2 separate regions of the Triticum aestivum genome follow, and region 1 is linked to region 2. The links are chromatin contacts, called in public Hi-C maps. All regions are on one chromosome and are shown on one strand. The core of a region is the stretch at or near the end of the contact, and the rest is flanking DNA. Distances in the headings are between cores, read along the strand shown.

What was found. A called contact is a pair of places that touch in the nucleus more often than the background predicts.
Region 1: a contact with region 2 is called in a Hi-C map of leaf, with 6 times the contacts expected there. The contact joins the promoter of LOC123079288 here to the promoter of LOC123079284 in region 2. A contact is called at or near these places in 2 of 5 Hi-C or Micro-C datasets (both in leaf).

What each region holds. Positions count from the first base shown.
Region 1 is chr3D:418,631,482-418,635,773 of IWGSC CS RefSeq v2.1, forward strand. It overlaps LOC123079288 (DExH-box ATP-dependent RNA helicase DExH6), which reads left to right and starts at 2,623. Exons shown (of 15, transcript XM_044502025.1): 1 at 2,623-3,007; 2 at 4,106-4,196. The coding sequence starts at 2,638.
Region 2 is chr3D:418,350,921-418,355,387 of IWGSC CS RefSeq v2.1, forward strand. It overlaps LOC123079284 (nuclear matrix constituent protein 1b), which reads right to left and starts at 2,853. Exons shown (of 8, transcript XM_044502021.1): 1 at 2,656-2,853; 2 at 1,357-1,566; 3 at 817-1,070; 4 at 357-627; 5 at 184-267; 6 at 1-101. The coding sequence starts at 2,805.

The DNA.
Region 1 (4,292 bases), core at 1,373-3,872, 280 kb after region 2:
ACCATGCACAACATGATCACTGAGGACAAGCTTGGTCAAGCGGTGGTCCATGGGTGTGAGGGCATGGGAAGGAGGACGGTTTGTAGGAATGGAGATTGGACCGCAAGATTTGTTCAAGTGCGCCAAGAGATCGAAGACCTTGCTTCCAATGAGCAACTCAAAGATGGTTTTGTGGAGGACTTGTAGGCATTCCATGGTCGGCGTGCAGTAGTTTCTTCATGTATGTTTGATGACAGCATATTGACGTCTGCGTTAAACTATGAAATTCAAAAATATATTCGCAAATGTGTGGTGCGTGATAGAAAATGTTTGATTGTTGATTGATAAACCGTGAAGTTATTCGTAGTGCATTTTCTCATTTGGAATAGAGATGAAGCTAGGTGATAAAATGCACTTAAACCATTTTTACACAATCGGTGATATAAAATGAAAAGAAATTCCTGGATCTTCACTCCTTCACTAAAATGGTAAATTTGGATCATCAATTATAGAATAGTTATTGGATATTTATGGAGTTACTACCACTTCTAGCTTCTGCAAAAAAAAAAAAAAGAAGTACGAATTGCAAACCTATTTTTTTGGTGGGAAAATTCCAACCTTCTTTACACATCGACTCCGAGACAAAAAGGAACCCGTAAGTCCAAATGGCGACAATGGGCCGAAGCCGATTACGTCCTCGTTATTGGTATGTGCCTTGATGGAGAGGGTTCGTCACCGGCCACGGGTGATGTCCACTGTAATGGTCGCATCAACTCACACTGTATTGTTGCATTGTTCATCTCTTAGAGCAACTCTAGCAGATCCCGCATCCGGCGTGAACCCGCATAATTCCGGCGATTATACGGGCTCGACCCATTATTCTGGTCAGACCAGAGCCCGCATCGGTGTCCGGCCCGTAAACATTTTTGCCGCAGCCCGCAAACGCTACCCCCGAACCAGTATAACTGCGGGTTTGCGGGGCAAATGCGGGTCGAAACCTATCCCCTGCAGCCACGTTTGCCCCCAATTCCCCACCGCGCCGCTTGATTTGTCGCCGCCGGCGAGCCTTCGACCGCCATGGACAACTCGGGGATGAGGCGGAGCGCCGCCGCCGCGGCAGATCTGACGGCGCGCGCAAGCGGGGGGCGCGTCGGTGGCTCAACCGCGGTACCCGGCCGCCGCTGGCCTTCGACCGCCGTGAGCTCGGGGACTTCGATCTCGAGCTCGCCCGTCGCCGCCACGCCTCCTCTGGCAACTGGTCCGCGGGGAGCTCATCCGGCAACTGGTCCGCAGGGTGCTCATCCGCGGGCGCATCGAGCTCGCGGCTCGTTCCGGTGAAGAAGGAGCCGGAGGAGGCGGCTAAGAGGGAGCCGGAGGAGGCCGTGCCCGATGCGCCGCCGCGCCGAGGCGTCATCGGGCCCGAGGACTACCTCCCCCGGGGCAGGAGGAGCTCCTCGAGCGCGTCGTCCTCGAGCGGTCGGCGAGGGAGTAGGAGGAGATGGAAGAGCGCACCCGGCGCGAGCTCGAGTACGAGCGGCTCTTCTTCGAGACGGGCGTCACGGCATCGCAGGCGCACGCATCGAGGCTGACCTGCGCGTGATGAAGGCGGAGCAGGCGAAGCTCTACATCGACCTCGACTCCGACTCCTCCGACTCCGACTGATCGCCGCTGGTGGGCAGCTACCGCAGGAGCTCCGGTGAGCTCAATTTTGTTGTAATGGTACAGTAGCGTAGGCCCTGCCTAGCATCTCTGACCTTTAATATGTATGTATGTGGAGTGTATGAACTTATGCCAAGAAGAACCATTTATGCAGAGTGAGCTCCGGCGAGCTGCTGCTTAAATTTCTCGCGCGAAACAACTTTTTTTAAAATATTACGGGTTTGTTTGCGATTTCTGTTCTGCCGCCGCATTTTTCAGCCTGCATAAGCGCCCCCGTGCGACCTGCAAACACAGTTTACAGTTCGGCAAAATGCGGGGTCTGCTAGAGTTGCTCTTACTTCCTCCGTCCAAATTTGTTAGCCCTCTCGGAATTTGAGCCTAAAATTGATAATATTTTGCCAACAAAATGTGAGTTATATGCCACAACAATTATACCATTGGTGGCATATACCCATTTATTTCCAAAATAATTGAAATTCTAGGATATCTCTAAGTCAAACTTTTAAAGTTGATGATCAAATATATAGAAAAATCCGCATCAAGATATGCAATATCAAATATTATAATATGAAAATTCATTTCATAATGAATCTAATCTAATGAAGTAATCGGTTTATAGATGTTGATAAATTTTGTCATAGACTCGGTCAAACTTGAATTTTGAAACAAAGGGAGTAGCACATAATTTATTAGTCAATTTTTAGATTGAAATTGACTTAAAATTGGAGGGGGATTTCATTATATAAACCGAACGGAGGAAGTTCAACTCACTCGTCGGTCACACGGCACAGGTTCATGCGAATATTCTCATGTTGTTCTCGCAGTTGATTTTTTTTTTTTTTGAGACAACGCAGTTTTTTGTAAAGATCTCCGCCGCTTCCATGAAAACGTAGCACAGTTGGGGCCTGGCAGCAATGGCTGCTTGAAAGCCTTTGAACAACCCGGCACGTGGCCCGCCTCACACCTCTACCCACCGCGGCCCGGTTCTCACCGACAAGCATGGCCCGCATATCGGTCCATCCAAACCTCTCCCTGCACCACCGCCCGCTCCTCCCACAGATCGCACCGCCACCACGTTGCCCTAGAAGGTTTCCACCCGGTCCACCGCATCAGCACACAAAGGGCAAAGCGACCGCAGCGGGAAGCCTCCAGAGCGGGACCCGAACCGGCCGCCGCGCCGCCCCGAACGCAGCCGCCGCCGCGCCGCCCCCGCCCCCGCTCCGCGACGACGGGATGGGGCGAAAGGGGCCCAAGGGGGCCAAGACGAACGCCGCCGCCCTCACGAAGGCCGCCCTGGCCGCCATGAGCGAGGAGACGACGGTGCGCATCACCACGGTGCTCGAGGACTTCCGCGCCTCCGACGCCCAAGGTTCGCGCCATTCGCCTTCCCATCACATTGGGTGTTCCCGTTTCCGTAGGCGCCTAGCGTGCTCTCTCGTTGTTTTTGGCGCGATTCCGTTGTGCTGCGGATACGGCACGCTCCGTGGGCAGTGGGAGCTAGGGTTTCAAGCCTTCGAGCTTAGGATTGAGGGCTGCTCATCTTATCATAGTATCGCCAATCTAATTCCGCAGCCGTTATTTTGGGTACTCGTCCTTCTTTGTTGCGCACCAGTTGCTTCGACTTATTTTGCTAGCTTTGTGGTATACTTTTTGATGACCAATGTAACCAGTGTTTCTAGCTGCACTGCTGGTCCCCAGTGTGGTTACAAGTATGATAAACTTTTATCATCTAGAGTTTAATGCTGCGACAATGCCTATCCTGAGTGTGGTTAATCGGTCATAAGGAAGGTGAATGCTCAATCGGTTTTCTTTCTCGCCACCATATGTGCTATTTGTAACAATACCAGTTTTACAGTTTCCTTCTGGATAAGTTAGTCTATTTTCTACCAAATAGCCTTCCATAGGTCATGCGATGACATCATTCGACTAAAAAAGGAACCTGGTAGTGTTTTCTGGTTGATTTGCAGTATCCCATTTTTCTTCTCTTTTGAGAAACATTCCAGATTATTGTTGAAGAACTGTATGCCCACTTGACTGGTAACATAAAATTGCCTAACTGGGTGACAGGTTCTTACATTAGTTGGTTGTAAATATACAAGTCATGGTTATGCTTTCATAAGGTAGTTGCAGAAGCTTACGTGGTCTTCAGGATATTCTTTTAATCATCTGTAGAGCCGTTGCTCGCTACATTATTGCTGCACCAAGGTGTCCATGCCAAGTTTAGTGGTCTATGGGTGTTATGACCACCATGTGTTTTGATGTTCTTTTCATGTTCTGGACCTAATTTCAGTTTTATCACGCCCCCCCATATTCTCTGCTATGGATCTCCTTGTTGTATCATTTGCCACCTCTACTGCTGGTATCTTCTGTTTATTTTATTGTATTGTCCTTTATTGAAGCATGCATGGTATTCTTTTGTGTTATACTCTGAGCAGAGAAGTAAAATCTACACATTTTTAATTTGCAGTGCACACATTCGAACCTAGTCTTACCAATCAAGAGCGGGCAGCAGTCCATGCTATGTGTAAAAAGATGGGCATGATATCAAAGAGTAAAGGGTGAGTTAGTTCCTAACTATAATGGATGCATTTTGCAGACTTCTTTTGGTGAAGTGCTAATCGATAACTATGTTTGATCTATCTTCTCTTCATCAA
Region 2 (4,467 bases), core at 1,603-4,102:
GCCTCAAAAGACAAGCGCTTATTCTCCATCTCAGTTTCAAACTCAAGCTTTCTCCTCTCCAGGGCCATTTCTTGTTCATGATTCAGCCTTTCAATCTCAACCTGCAATGGGAGTCAGGATGATTTAGAAGAGGTATAAACTCATTTGCATACATCATCTATAATGTAAACTAGAGAAACCTACCCGTTCTTTATTTGCAATTGTTTCTTGCAAAATCAACAGCTCACTCTCCCGTTTGTCAAGCAAGGATTCCTTCTGAATTATAGCCTGTGAGCAAAGCAGTTGTGATATAAAATTCCGCCATTTTAGCAATAAATAAAGCAGCTAACAAAACGATCAGTAAAAACAACACATACTTCCTCCCTTGATGCTACTGCCTCCATTTTAAGATCCAGCTTGTTTTTCTCTTCCATTAGAGCCATCCGTTCAGCTTCGAGAATCACCTTGTCCTCTTCTAACTTTTTCTCCGACTGAGTTACACGTGCTAACCTCTCAACGATATTTTCATCCCTCTGATTAAGAAGCGATTGTTCTTTCAGTAGCACCTGCTCCTTTTCATGCAACATTTTCTTCATATCATTCAACGATTTCCTTTGTAAGCTAATATCCTTTTCTTTGGCCTCGTATCTGCAATGACATACTCGATTAAGATAGCAAAGAAGAGAGATGCCCACAGGACCACCATATTCAAGAAATGGACATACAGCATACATCACAATTTACTAGAACATAATACACCCCAATTTATATACTGAGAGACTACATTGATATTGGTTAGAAAGGCCAGCTTAATTCCACAAGATATTGAATACTCACTCATGATCACTAGAAAGGCGGTATCTTCTAAGCTGATCTTCACGTTCTTCCATGTCTTGTAAACTTCTCAATGCAGCATTACGAGCACGAGTGCACTCTGCTTCCAAAGATTTTGCTGCAAGAAGCTTCTCTTCTGCCTCATCAAATTTCTTTTGAGCAGTATCCATCATTTCAAGTGCTTCAGCTGATTTGGTTTCATAGGAAACCTTTATTTCGGCTGTTTCCGCACGCATATCATGCAGTGCTTTTTCAAGCTACATGAAAAACATGGAATCAGAGGCAGGTTAAGCAGATATATGAAGTGGAACATAAACTTAACATAGAAGTGTAATGTTGGCATAAGAATAGTTGTAAAATAATCATCAATGGAGACCATGATGTTGATGATAACTCAAGGTTTCACATTCTTCGTTTTTTCCATGTTCAATTTAATGTCCATCTTTGACGAATCCATGGACAGTGCAAGCATTTAGTTGTGACAGGTTATTACAGAACAAAAAGAATTGGGCTTCTACAAGCTTAATTGAAAAGCAATCTTACATTAGCAACACACTCCTTCTGAATGCCTACATTCTTTTTCAGGTTTTCTTCCCTCTTCCTTGTTTCAGCTAGAGCAGATTGCTGGGAAGCTCGTTCACGCTTGTGCATGATCTCAGCAGACTCCATAGAAGCTTTGAGTTGTTCATGCTTGGATACCAATTCCTTTCGCTCCAATAACATTAGCCCGAGGTTGTGCTGGTAATCATAAACCTACAGCCAAATAAGTGCACAAAATAAAGAGATAAGAGAGAGAGTCAGAGGTATGTGACGGTTGCCAAACAGGATAGCTTACTGCATATAGTGAACATTAGCCTTTTGACATGGATCAGGAGGGGGGTTTGTGTATTATAAAATTATCTAACTTAATGGTTCCTACTTCCTAGAACATATTGAGCAACCAGATTAGCAACCTGTACAGTTGAAAAAACATCAGCCTCCACACAGATGCAGGGGATGAAAGTATCCTGTTCGTAGGAAACTTTGGTACAATGTTGCTGCAGTTAGGTCTATGAGACAAAGGTAGACCTAAGTATAATGTACATCCTTTGATTAATCCAAATAACCTGATTTGATTCTCTATAAGAGTAAGACTAAGAAAATGTTTGCCGAAAAGTTGCACCAAATCTGCACGGGTCGATGCTGAGACCAATAAAATACAAAAGATTTATGCAAATGCCAGTTCTATTGTGATCAGCGTAATGCCCTCCAGCCTTTCTGTTGAATCTAATTCTATTACCGAGCTACAGGCGGACCACTGTTGAACCATTCACTGCAAACGAACTCGTTATGGAAATACTATTACAATGCACTTAACAATACGAAGGACACAATAGTTGCAGCAGTTGAAACGCGTTGTGCCAAGGAAGAAGAACCACGAAGTGTAAAATTTACGCAATCCCAAGTCAACAACAAAGAAACCTAATCTGCAAAATACATGCCTACGACAGTCAACTCCTCCCTACAGATACTGGGCAATGAGCCAAAACGACGCATTTCATCGCTAGGCAACCCATTCACGCACCACGGTACCAAAGGAACCAAGAAACGAGGCTTGCGAGCAGAAACCAAGAAGCCGTCTTCCCACCAATCTGCGCACAGAACGCCGCCACCGTTGGCCTGACGAGGCCAAGAAACCACGCAGGGCAGCGCCTTCGCTAATCCTTTCCAACTAACGCTCCTTCTCTCCGCTCCGAAAGAAGCCCCAGAAAGACTGCCCCGGCATGCCAAGAACGGCAGAACCAGAGCCCGGCCCATGAAACGCGACGCGGCGGGGGGAGAGGAGGGGAGGGAGCGAGGTACCTCGGTCTCGAGCCGCGAGATGTAGGCGATGAGCGCCGCCTTGTCGCGCCGCCTGATGGACTCCTCGTCGAAGCCCGCCTCGCGGAGCTTCCTCCAGATCGCCTCGTCCCCGGCGAGGGCGCCGGCAGCGGGCGACCGCGGGCTGGCCATGCCGGCCGCAACCCTAGATCTCGGCGGCGGCGGGCCACGCGATCCCCGGGGGCGCTGCGGCGCTTTCCGGGCAAGTGGAGGCCGCCGCCGTCCCTCTCTCTGTCTCCCTCCTCCTCGTCTCTGTCTCCTTTTCCTCTCTGGCTTTTCCAACTCGGTCTCGTGGGGTGCTCACGGCGGGATGGGCGTGTCCGGGGTTTTTACCTGTCCTAGGTGCGTGGGCGGAGGGAGGGTTTGGTTTGATGGGTGGAGGAGAGACAGGGGAGGGGAGACGATCGAGCGAGGGGGGCTGGATGGACCCGGTGCACGGAGAGACTGGCCTGGCCGTCCGTTAGCTGGATGGGGATTTTGATTACTGGCAGCGGATTCTTTCCTTATTTCTTTGCTTTGTTTACTTTCAGACTTTATCCTTTATATTTTTTATAATAATCGGGCATGTTTCTTTGATCATATTTTGCCAGCTATGTTGCCTTGAACATGTCTACCCTTTGTAGGGATGATGATGTGTTGTGATGCTTCAATAATGGATATACATTTTTTTCTATTATACTTTCCATTATTTATGGATAATTTTTCTCACATTGTTCCTAAAAAAATATGGGACAGAGAGAGTATCGCATACAACACACCTTCTGTTGTGATCCAGAACTAATTTTGACAATTCCTGAAAATTTCATCAAAAAATTTCACTTTTAAGTTTCAACGCACAATAACTTTTTTTGTAACACTGAAGCAGAGTAGTAAATTCATGAGTTAAGTTGCTAGCCACACGTACCCTTGTTATACCGTTTTGACTTGGTTTGAATATTCTACATCTTTTTACCGAATAATTTTCTGTGTAACAATGTTGATTTCATTTTTGGGCAAAGTTCAATTAATATGAGTATACAGCTAGAAAGAGAGCTTTTTTGCGAAGAGCAAACAAGAGAGCTTTGTTGATGAGTTAAAAAAGTGTATGAGAGAGTAACTTCAACACTCGTGTCAGTACAAGTATTAACCACATATACATTGTGCAAGTTCATTTTAGCAAAAAAAATGCAAGTTCGCGTGGTGCTCTATTACACTCGTGCCTGTGATTGACTCGAACATCCGAAAATAAGTGCCATCAGCCTCCGCTTCTTGAACCAAACCACTCGGCAAGCTATGTTTGGTGTGCGCTCCTTTAAGTGTTACATGCATTGCACAATTGAACAAAAAATTGTATTGATATAAACAGTTTATTGGACAAAAATTGTAAACATCTAATAGATATAAAAATATACATTTGAGATGAGGACCGTAGTCTGGCATTCGTTTACCTAGGAGTCGAGAAAGTAACAATATTGGAGGCAGAGATAAGTTTACTACTCCATTGGTTTCATATTATAGTTGGCATTTTTTTTTTCAAAAGTCAAGCTTCGTAAACTTTGATTGTTTATAGAAAAAATTATTTATATCTACAATGTTGAACGTGAATCCAGCAGTATTGATTTGATACTGTAGATATTGGTTGATTATTCTATAAACCTGATCAATTTTTAAGAGGTTTGATATTATAGAATCTACTCGCAAAAGAGGACACTATAAAATCTACTAATACACACTGTATTTCAAAACGAAGGAAGTCAGTACAAGTACACATTTGGCTATAGCAACTTTGCCCAAAAGTAGGGTTTGGCTGGTAGC